Regions from separate parts of the Arachis hypogaea genome. Here regions 2 and 3 are each linked to region 1. Evidence: chromatin contacts called from public Hi-C data. All regions are on one chromosome and are shown on one strand. Each heading gives the region's core, a stretch centred on a gene start, on an enhancer-like site or on the middle of the called end of the contact. The rest is flanking DNA. Distances are from core to core; before and after follow the strand shown. Region 1 holds the start of LOC112696941 (protein VAPYRIN). Region 2 holds the start of LOC112696940. Region 3 holds the start of LOC112696942 (5-methyltetrahydropteroyltriglutamate--homocysteine methyltransferase).

The links. Hi-C and Micro-C count contacts between places; a contact is called where the count stands out from the background.
Region 2: a Hi-C map of an unstated tissue shows a contact between it and region 1, with 7 times the contacts expected there. The contact joins the promoter of LOC112696940 here to the promoter of LOC112696941 in region 1. A contact is called at or near these places in 2 of 8 Hi-C or Micro-C datasets (leaf and an unstated tissue).
Region 3: a Hi-C map of leaf shows a contact between it and region 1, with 4 times the contacts expected there. The contact joins the promoter of LOC112696942 here to the promoter of LOC112696941 in region 1. A contact is called at or near these places in 3 of 8 Hi-C or Micro-C datasets (all in leaf).

Annotation. Positions count from the first base shown.
Region 1 is chr6:92,318,161-92,321,449 of arahy.Tifrunner.gnm2.J5K5, reverse strand. LOC112696941 (protein VAPYRIN) reads right to left here and starts at 1,622. Exons shown (of 3, transcript XM_025749902.3): 1 at 686-1,622. The coding sequence starts at 1,475.
Region 2 is chr6:92,138,498-92,141,786 of arahy.Tifrunner.gnm2.J5K5, reverse strand. LOC112696940 reads right to left here and starts at 1,673. Exons shown (of 2, transcript XM_025749901.3): 1 at 957-1,673; 2 at 1-292. The coding sequence starts at 1,389. The coding sequence ends at 1,003.
Region 3 is chr6:92,466,885-92,470,173 of arahy.Tifrunner.gnm2.J5K5, reverse strand. LOC112696942 (5-methyltetrahydropteroyltriglutamate--homocysteine methyltransferase) reads right to left here and starts at 1,805. Exons shown (of 12, transcript XM_025749903.3): 1 at 1,456-1,805; 2 at 173-526; 3 at 1-44. The coding sequence starts at 522.

The sequences.
Region 1 (3,289 bases), core at 373-2,872:
GATAAAATTGATACAAACTACGATAGAAAGACATTTTGGACTTAACTCTTATGTTTAGTATTAGGGGTGTTTATGAGTATTGGGTATCCGATTACTTGTTTAAATACAAAGAATCAATTAAATTATTGGTTTTAAATTCAATAGATAATTGAATACAATTTGAACCGAACCAATGACACACTCTATTAATTGATTTGAGTAATAGTTTTAAAGGTGCGAAACTCGAACTAATCTATAAACCTTTATTAATTAAATTAAAAATATATAAATTTAAAAATATATATATAATTTTTACTGATTATTAATCTAACTCAATTTATTACAGCCTCCCAACCCCACTCACACCCTAAACCCTTTGATTTTTTCCATTCATCATTTTATTATTTGTTTTGCAGCTTTAAAATTTGAAAAAACTAACCTTTTCGGCTTTAAAATTTTCTTTTTAATTTTTTTTATAAATTTTTGTTTTATAAGATATTCAATTACTCAAACTAAATCAATCCATTCTTAATGGATTTGGTTTGGTTAGGATAAAACAAAAAAAAATACACATAAATCCAAATCAACTATAATTCAATTACTTCCGTTCTTACCTTGGACAAACACGACTGGTGAACACACGTATTTAGCAGTTTAAACTTTAAAATAAGAAATTTAAACATTATCTGTGAAACACGATCTTCACCTTTGAGTAACAAGAGCCTCAAAACTTCGCAGTGTCCTTGTTTAGCAGCGACGTGGATGGGTCCAAATGTCGAAGTTTCTTGTCTTTCTATGTTGGCCTTGTGAGCTAATAGAAGCTCAGCTATTAAGGCTGCACCTGAAGATGCTGCAGCCTCTAGTGGCGTTGATCCAGAACCGTTTCGCGCCTCTAAGTTAGCCTCAAATTCTAGTAGCAACTGAACAACATCCGCTCTCTTCCGCGAAATCGCCAAATGGAGCAACGTTTCGCCGTTCGAGTCGATCGAATCAACCGCTTTCCACGAGGGATCGCTCCGTTCTAGAACTTCTCTTATGTCATCCATGGAACCATGATCATCTCCAATGAGCTTAACCAGAATTGTGGATCCAAGAAACACGATCTTGATGCCGGTATCCACGAAGACTTGCTTCTTTTTCGCCGAGAACCACTCGCTTGGGACACAATCAACCATGGAGGAAGGTTCATTGATGGCTGCGCCAGGGACCACACAACTGTGGAGGAGGAAAGTGTCTTTGGAGCGAGGGAAAGAGTCCGGCAGCGTCGATCCTTGTGGGAGATTGTAGGATATTTCCACGGTGAGTGTAGATAATGGAGATATGATTCCTGAATGTGGCTTCACTGTGTAGCGACATTTTATTTGTGGTTGGAGGTTGAAAGCCACTGGCATGGTGTGCATGACGTTGCATAGGGTGACATGACCATGGCACTTTTGATTTGGTTCAATTCTTATTGAGATTGTGTTTGATGGGTCTAATTTTATGAGCCTGTCCATGGTTCTGTTTTAAGGAACCGAAGAAGAAGATTTGATGGTTGTGTGCTTCAATTTTAAGGTGAGAAAGGCAATGGATGGTTATATGGGCCGGCTCTTCTAAGATTGTGGGATGTAGAAAACAATGGTGACTTGTTCTATCTATTCGGTCGGTGTTTGAACTTGATAACTAAGTGAAAACAGAGTTGTATAAAATAAAGAGGGGGTTTGTCGCCTATTTTTGTGTTGTTCTTTTGCACATCACGATCACTGTGAAGGGCCAATGTTGTTGTCAAATTGCTTTTGTTTAAAGGGTTTTGTTATGTTTAATATAATGTATGAGATATAATGACGATCTACACTTTATTTTATTGGATGCAAGTAGATCTCATTTAAATGAAATGTCTTATTTATAATAGTTACTTAGTATATAGCTGCAAGTTGACATACTATTCCACACTTTTTATTTACAATATATATTATATTTCTTAATTTTAAAGAATCATGACACTCGGTGATGCATTTTTCTTTCTTCTTTCCTTATTTTCTATATGTTTATGGGAAAGTCACACTGAGAATTAGATTATATATATCTTTATATATGATTTTGGGAAATCAGTTCAAGGTGGCCTGGTTTGCCATTTGGAAAAACAGCACAAATTTTTATACGAAGTCCTAGTGGCCAAGGAAGAGATTTGGGGGTACATTGGTTTGACTGGCCAACCATAGTGACATCTTTTAAATAATTTAGTACTGTAATGTTGCTTTCTACTTGTAGCAATAGTTGATTATGTCTATTTTATATGACGGACTCATGGACAAAGCAAGTAGCCTAAGGTTAAACCATATGATCACCCGTTGTAGATATTTGGAATTTTGCAAAACCACACCATCGTTGATTGATATGGGACCAGAGCGTCATTATCTATACTCGAGACATATCAATTCTAGTCGTTGGCTTAGTTCCCTTTGCATTTTGTTGTGCCAAATAAAGTTGGCCAGTTCTAGACTGTGTTGGATAAAAGCACATAATATTGAAATTATTGAATAGTTGCTTAAATACATACATATTTTTTAAATAATGTGAAAATTAATTTATATGTAAGTATTTTAGTTGGTTAATTTTTAGCTAGATACTTGATGATTTTAGTAAGTTGATTAGTGCCAACTGCCAAGCCCATCTATATTTATATCTTTCATTTGCACGTAATTAACAAAAAAATATGTAACCAAGACATAAAAGAAGGAAAAAATAATTTATCTAATATTTAATTAGTGCTAATAGCTATGCCGAAGGTATAAAAGAGACCTGAAAGATTTGCTTGAAAAGATATTTTTTATGTTATTTTTCTAATATTTTTTTTATGCGTTGAATTAGAAAATATAAAATTGATGTATTATTATTGTCTTCTTATTTTTTCGTCCTTTAATATTTGGGGAAAAAATTAAAATCGTCTTCGATCTTTTTTTGTTATTAAAATCATTTTCGACGTTACAAAACGTTATAAAATCGTCATTTTCTACTTCAATTATATTTTTTTTACCAAATTATCCTTAACTATTAATAAAAATAATAATAAAAAAAATAAAATCTCATCCCACTGCACTCCCCAGCATCTCTTCGTCTCTTCCTCCCACCCCACCCCCAAAATGTTGCTAAGACGGGAGGAGATGAAAGCAAGTTCTTAAAATGTTGAAAAGCTGCTTCACATTTTTCTGTCCATACAAATTTCACATCTTTTCTCATTAATTTAAATAATGGTTTGGCTTTTACTACTGAAGCTCCCAGAAACCTTGACAATGTGGCCAACCGACCTATGAGCCTTTGAATCTCTTTG
Region 2 (3,289 bases), core at 424-2,923, 180 kb after region 1:
TAGAAATCCTTATTTCATAATAATACATGACAACACAACCAAAGAAAACCACAAGAGGGGGGCTTTTACAATCTGAGACTAAGAGGTACATTATATGCTACAACACTCGCATTACCAACAGGAAAAGTAGAAAAAACACAATTTCTGTCCGTTTTTTTTTTTTTTTGCTCTCCCTTCACTCACATATATAGGTAATTGTAATAAACTAATTATGAGTTTTTTTTTTTGGTTCACACAAGAATGAAAGTGTAAAACCGAGCCCCTCACAAGTCACAACTATGACCCCATGCACCTGAAACAGCCACAAAGAAAGGGAAAATGCGTCAAAAATTAAATTGTTATACGATCCAATCCCGTGTTAAAATCAAAACTGTTACGTGTTAGAACAGAAGACAACAAAGTCCATTCATATTGTGTGACTGTTTAAAACTTTTAATATATTGTATAAAGATTAAATGGAAAGAAAGTTTTGTAATAATAACTTGAACGAAGTTATCCGGCGGTTATCCCCTTGTAACTTCAGAGCTACAGGAATTTTGGTGAAAGAAGTCGGTAAACATTTTTATATTTTATCAAAAGCGGCTCTTTTTAAAGGCATGAAACTTGTGTCTTGGCCTGTACTACTGCTTTTTTTTTTAAAGTTGTAATTATAAAATTAAATTTAAAAAAACTAATCTTTTTTCACCAGCAATTAAATAATAAAGTAATAAATAAAATAAAATAAAAATACAAATCAAAGAAAAAGTTAATTAATTATTGATCAGAAAAATTAATCTTCAAGAACTAAATTCAACAAAATTAATCTAATAATTTATTAACAAAATAAAATTCAGATAAAAAAAGAAAGACACGCATAACAAAAAAATCTTAATTAAATTTAATTATAAAAATAATTTATTTATCCAGTATTTTTTTTAAAAAATAATAATAGAAATAAAATAAGAGAGCTTAATTACCTTGACATAGAAGAAAGGTGCAGCAAGCAGTAATGGCGGAGAAGATCTAATCACTGTCGCTGCTGCTGCTGCTGTCATGGCCATGGTCGTGGCCATGTTCGCCCTTCTTCTTATCCTTCTTCTTCTTCTTCTCACCCTCGGCACCGTCGCCGCCGTGGATCTTATCCTTGATCTTGTCTACAAGACCCTCCTTGTGTTGCTGCTCACCTGGGTGGTGCTCTTGCACGTGGCCATGTTCTCCTCCGTACACTCCTCCACTACCATGGTGCTCTCCACCAACACCAACACCACCACCACCGTAGTGCTGCTGCTGTTGGTGGTGCTCTCCCTGCTTGTACTGATCGCTGCCATGGCTCTCTCCCTTGTGCTCCTGATCTTTCTTGTTCCCTCCCATGTGGAGGGTCTCCTCGATCTTGTGCATGATTCCTGACATCTTGTTTGTTTTTCTCTTTTCTCTTCTCTGATCAAGTTTTTGTTTCTTTCTTTGTGACACACACTGTGTTTTGATCTGTTGTTTGGTGAAGGAATGGATCGTATTTATAGGCAGAGAAAGTTGAAGTACTGTTATTAATTTAGTGGATAATCGGATAAATGTGGACCACTTGATTTACGAGGAAATATCTCGAGTGTCTACGTGTACGTATATGCTAATAATAGTATAGTGTCCTGCCACTAATGCTTATAAAAGAAAAAAAATTGAGAATTAATTTCTTTGTATACTTTTCTTAAAGTGTTTTCTTATATTAGCTTTGTTTATCTACTATCTTATTAAATAATTGTTGATTAAATATTAAATAAAAATATAAAATAATAAATTTGTCTTTATTTTTAAAGATAATATAATTAAGTGATTAAATTATTTAAAATTTTTAAAATCAAAACAATAGTTTTAACTATATATATATATATATATATATATATATATATATATATATATATGTATTATTTGATCTCATTTTTCTTTAGATAAAAATGTAGCTTTCTTACCATTATGATGAATTTAGACTACATGTGATGTGGTGACACGTCCTCCGCATATAAATTGTTTTGAATTTTGATATATTTTTATATAATCAATTGTATAAACTGTGTGGTATTAATATTATCTAAAATTTAATATATACTTTTAATATTATTATCTAGAACTACTTATTATATATTTTTCTTTTCTCTATACAACTGGAGGGATAATGAATTGAATCACGAATTCCGAATTGATTAGGAGAATATTAGGCTACAGAATCTCTCATAAAGCAAACAAGTGTCAGGTGATTAACGTTGAGATAGACAGTTCAGTTGTTAAAAAGTAGGGCATTTGGAACCTGAATTGGTGTATTTTAGAGAAGCACGGCATCCATCTATTAATATAGACATATAGTAGTATCGGAAAGACACAATTAAGCTAACATTATTTTGCCATGTATTATTATGCCATAACAATATGTGTCCAAAGAGTTAGGTCTATTTGACCGGACAAATTGACAAAGTATTGCATGTAAGTATGTAACTTACGAAGAATACTGGTATCCATATGACGGAACATTGATATACTAATTTTAATGGTTAAATATAGAAATTTTATGGGCTCGATTCGTGGATCCCTCATCGGATCGGAGTAGTCCCCAACCCGGCTATCCGGGTCTCTCTCACAATCTAAATTGGTCCAATAATTCCTAATCAACATTTAAAATAAAATATTCTTTTTATCTTAGACTAATAAGATAAGATAACAAATTTCGATTATAAAAAGGGGACCAAAAGCTCATTCAAATACGACACTGATTCTTAATTCTCACCTATACCTTTCAGATCGATTCTGACTTGAACATCATAATGTTTTTGCAAGTACTATCCCCGCCGCTCCGAAGATGATTTAACTGCATCATCACCTCGACCAGCAAGTCCCTGATCCATCCTACAACCCGTACTAGTGACATTTTGTACATTGACGCCGTCTGTAGGGACTTGTCAGGTCTTAGTAACATGACAAAAGAATTCAGAAATGGTTCTTGAGCCATCACCACAAACCAGACCCACCAAATACAACACATGAGCTACGAAACGACGACCCCCCACCAAATCACAGGAGGCCAGGATAACCAGCGCAGTGCACCACCAACCAACCCTTGACAGATAGCAAGCACAAGAAGATGACCGCCAACTCGAGAAGACCAGAACAACCAACGGCCTAGGAGAGATTGTGATCCAGATAATTCAAGAGCTCTCTGAAAGAGTCTAAACTCTAGAGGGCAGAGTCACTTTCAAAGAGTGATATCAGCCGGAACACACAAGCCAAGCGACTACGAAAAGCCGATCGCGGCGAGAAATTAGGA
Region 3 (3,289 bases), core at 556-3,055, 150 kb before region 1:
ATGTGAACTTCACTTCGGGGCCCAACTCAGGGACAATGAAGTGGCTGCACCAAAACATGCACAATCGGATAGGTTACCATCACACACACCAAAAAAATAAAAAAAAATAAAAAGAAAAAAAGAATTACATTAACTGTCAAACCAAAGCAGAAACACCGAGTGCATCACTTACTAGTTGGTGTCGAACCACTTGGTCATCTCCATTGCAGGGACGGTGGCGTTACCCCTGGCCATAGAAAAGTAGGTGTCAAACCCGATCTCACCGCCGGTCCAGCCATAACGGGGAGGGACGGCACCAAGGGTGGCAGTGGCATCCAGAACCTGGTCGTAGTAAGAGAAAGTATTGCTGGGGATGTACTTGATCCCGGCATCTGCCATCTGTTTCCAGATGGATGCCCTGAGATCAGCAGCAACCTTCTTCAAATCCTCGGCGCTGCTCTTGCCATCCCAGAAGGACTCAAGAGCGAACTTGAGCTCTCTCTTGGGGCCCATGCGAGGGTATCCAACAATATGCGAAGCCATTGTTCTGTGTTCCAAAAACCACAACAAATAACAAATCAATTCTCAATGCATCTAAAACTAGACTACTAGAGTATGTTTAAAGTAAGTCATAGCATTTTTACCATGATTTAGATATAGATTTAGCTATAGCATTTCATGAATAATATGTTTTAAGTTCTAATACAAATAGATTTAGATTTTAATTGTTTGAATTATTTATCTGTAAACATAATTTATAACGGAACACTATAAAGTACGTCAAATCCACGAAGCTGACTGCTCCTAATAGAACAAATCTTAGTTATTGGTTGTTATTATTGCATGTCATGTTCAAAACGGCTTATAATTAAAATCAACTTCATAAATAAATAAAACGATAAATAACTTGAAAATCAAATCATTCTAGCGAATTAAAGCTCCTAAAAATAACACTGATCATAAGAATATTGGTGAGTTCGATTTACTAAACACCTATGTAGTAAAATTCACGTTTAAATATTATTTCTATAAGCTAAACGAGCAGAGAAGCAACTTCAAGTCAAACTAATTAGAGCAAAACACAGTGAGCAACTTCGGAATCTATACACTAAGAAAGAAGCACGATCTCGTATGAACTAGAAGCAAAATTCACGAAGAAAATACTTCGATCCGTTTCAAACACTTCGAATTCAAGAAATCAAAGTTCCGATTCACTAGATCTAAGCACTAGAGCAAGTAAACAGTGCAGATCTAAAAGCTTAAGCAAACACCGGAATCGGAAGTTATGTTTGACGTAGATCTCTAGTGAGAAGGAAGTGAAAGCGTTGAGAAAGAGAGAGAGTAATAGCGGTTACAGAAAATGAGAGCAGCGGTTGCATAGCAGTTAGAGAAGGAAAGTGTAAGAAAAATGGCAGAAACAGAGTAACGGTAGTGTGAGAGAGTGAGAGAGAGAGAGAGAAAGAATGGGTCTCATACCTTTCGGGTAGCGTTAAGATAAGAGACCAGTTCTCTGTGTAGCTTCAACTCTGAAATGAGAGAGCGTGAATTGAAGCAGAGAACAGAGTGCGAGTTTTGTGAGAGCGGGTTTCGCCTTATTTATAGCCACCACCCAGATCTGAGATTCACTTACCCCGTATTTTCTTTTTCTTTTATAAGAAAATGGAAAATTAGTAATATTTATAATTATTTTTTTAGTTGTTTTTACTTTTTGGTTTATGAAATTAATTAACGCAATGTGAAGGATTTGGAAATGGATTTTCTTGAATAGAAAATTTAAAGATATTTTTTGTGGTTGGAACACTTATGGGGGATAATTTACATGCTGCACTCTGCTGGGATCAAAATTGCAGGTGATAGACACGTGGATCAACTAATACGCGGCATCCATATTTTTTTGTTTCCCAGGTAAAAATTAAGAAAATATTACACCATCCAAAATCAATATCCTACTTAAAAAATTTTTTACCACAAAAATAAATTTATGTTTACTACAAAATATAGGAAAGAATAGTTACTTCTATCGTACTCTTAATACATAAATAATCCAGAAAAAAATAGTACTAGAAAATACTTTTTAAGTTTTTTCAAAATTTAATAAGGATAAAATATTTAAATAAATCAAAGTCATTCAAATATTATATAGATGATCCAAAGTCAAAAATCTTACGTAAATATCTCCATATGTATTATTATATAATTACGATTACAATAGTAAATCGAAATAATAAATCGAAATGAGGTGATTCGATTTACATAGAAATGTTATTTTCACTGTAAATCGAATGGAACATACTCGAATTAGGAAAACTCACAGTAAATCGAATCAAACCTATTCGATTTACATGGTGCAAGAATAAAACGAACTATACAGATTTGATTTACATGGTAAATCGAATCGACCATTGTCGATTTATTATGCATTGACCTATATGTATAAATTGAATTTGACAAATTCGATTTAGTATGAAACCAACGTATATAAATAGAAGGTGAACATGAAATCCTGATGATAGTGTAAGTCACAATAGTTAGTGAGGATAGTTTTTTAGTTTTGGTGCACTATAGAGGATTGATTAAAAAAAACGCATTCCAAAATTAAATTTACTGATAAGTATCCGCTTAGTGTTTTCCTCAAAACTTCAACGAGTTTCATCGAGTTTCGAAATACTATAATCCAAAAACTAGAGATGCAAGGCGTGAAACGGGTGGAGAAGTTATTCTATAAAATTCTGATTTTCCTGTTGTAAGATGATGTGAAGTGTAATTCCTTCGTCATAGGCAGCGACAAAGATTTGCAAGTTCTGTTCTATTGTCGTCAGCAAATTTTCGAGGTGAGGATCCCTGAGCTATTGGCTAAGTTTGTAGATGTGGTCTCTAATTCAGGAAGTTCAAACTAGAATCCTCAGCTTTCATCCACGGTAGCCTGCTTTAGTTCGATGCATGTTAGTGCCTCTTCATTTGTGCCCGTGATTGAGCCTGAGGCAGTTTTGGTTGCCTCCCCATCCTTCGCTACTAATCTAAACTGTACTCGTGACGGAGAAATAGATAATATTGGACCCTTCGGTGATATTGCGATTGCAATGACTGCTACTCCTGATGTGGTACTGGATTCCCGACAAGGTGGAGCACCAAATAGTATAGAAGATGTACTGCAGGATGATGATCATGATGATGATGTAGAGCCCACCACGATTGTCGATGATAACGATGATGACATAGCGAGGAGTACTCCAACTGGGGATGGTGGAGCGGCTAGTTCAGGAATGCAGTAGTATCATCCACACTTTTCAACTTTGGACTTGGATGCCAT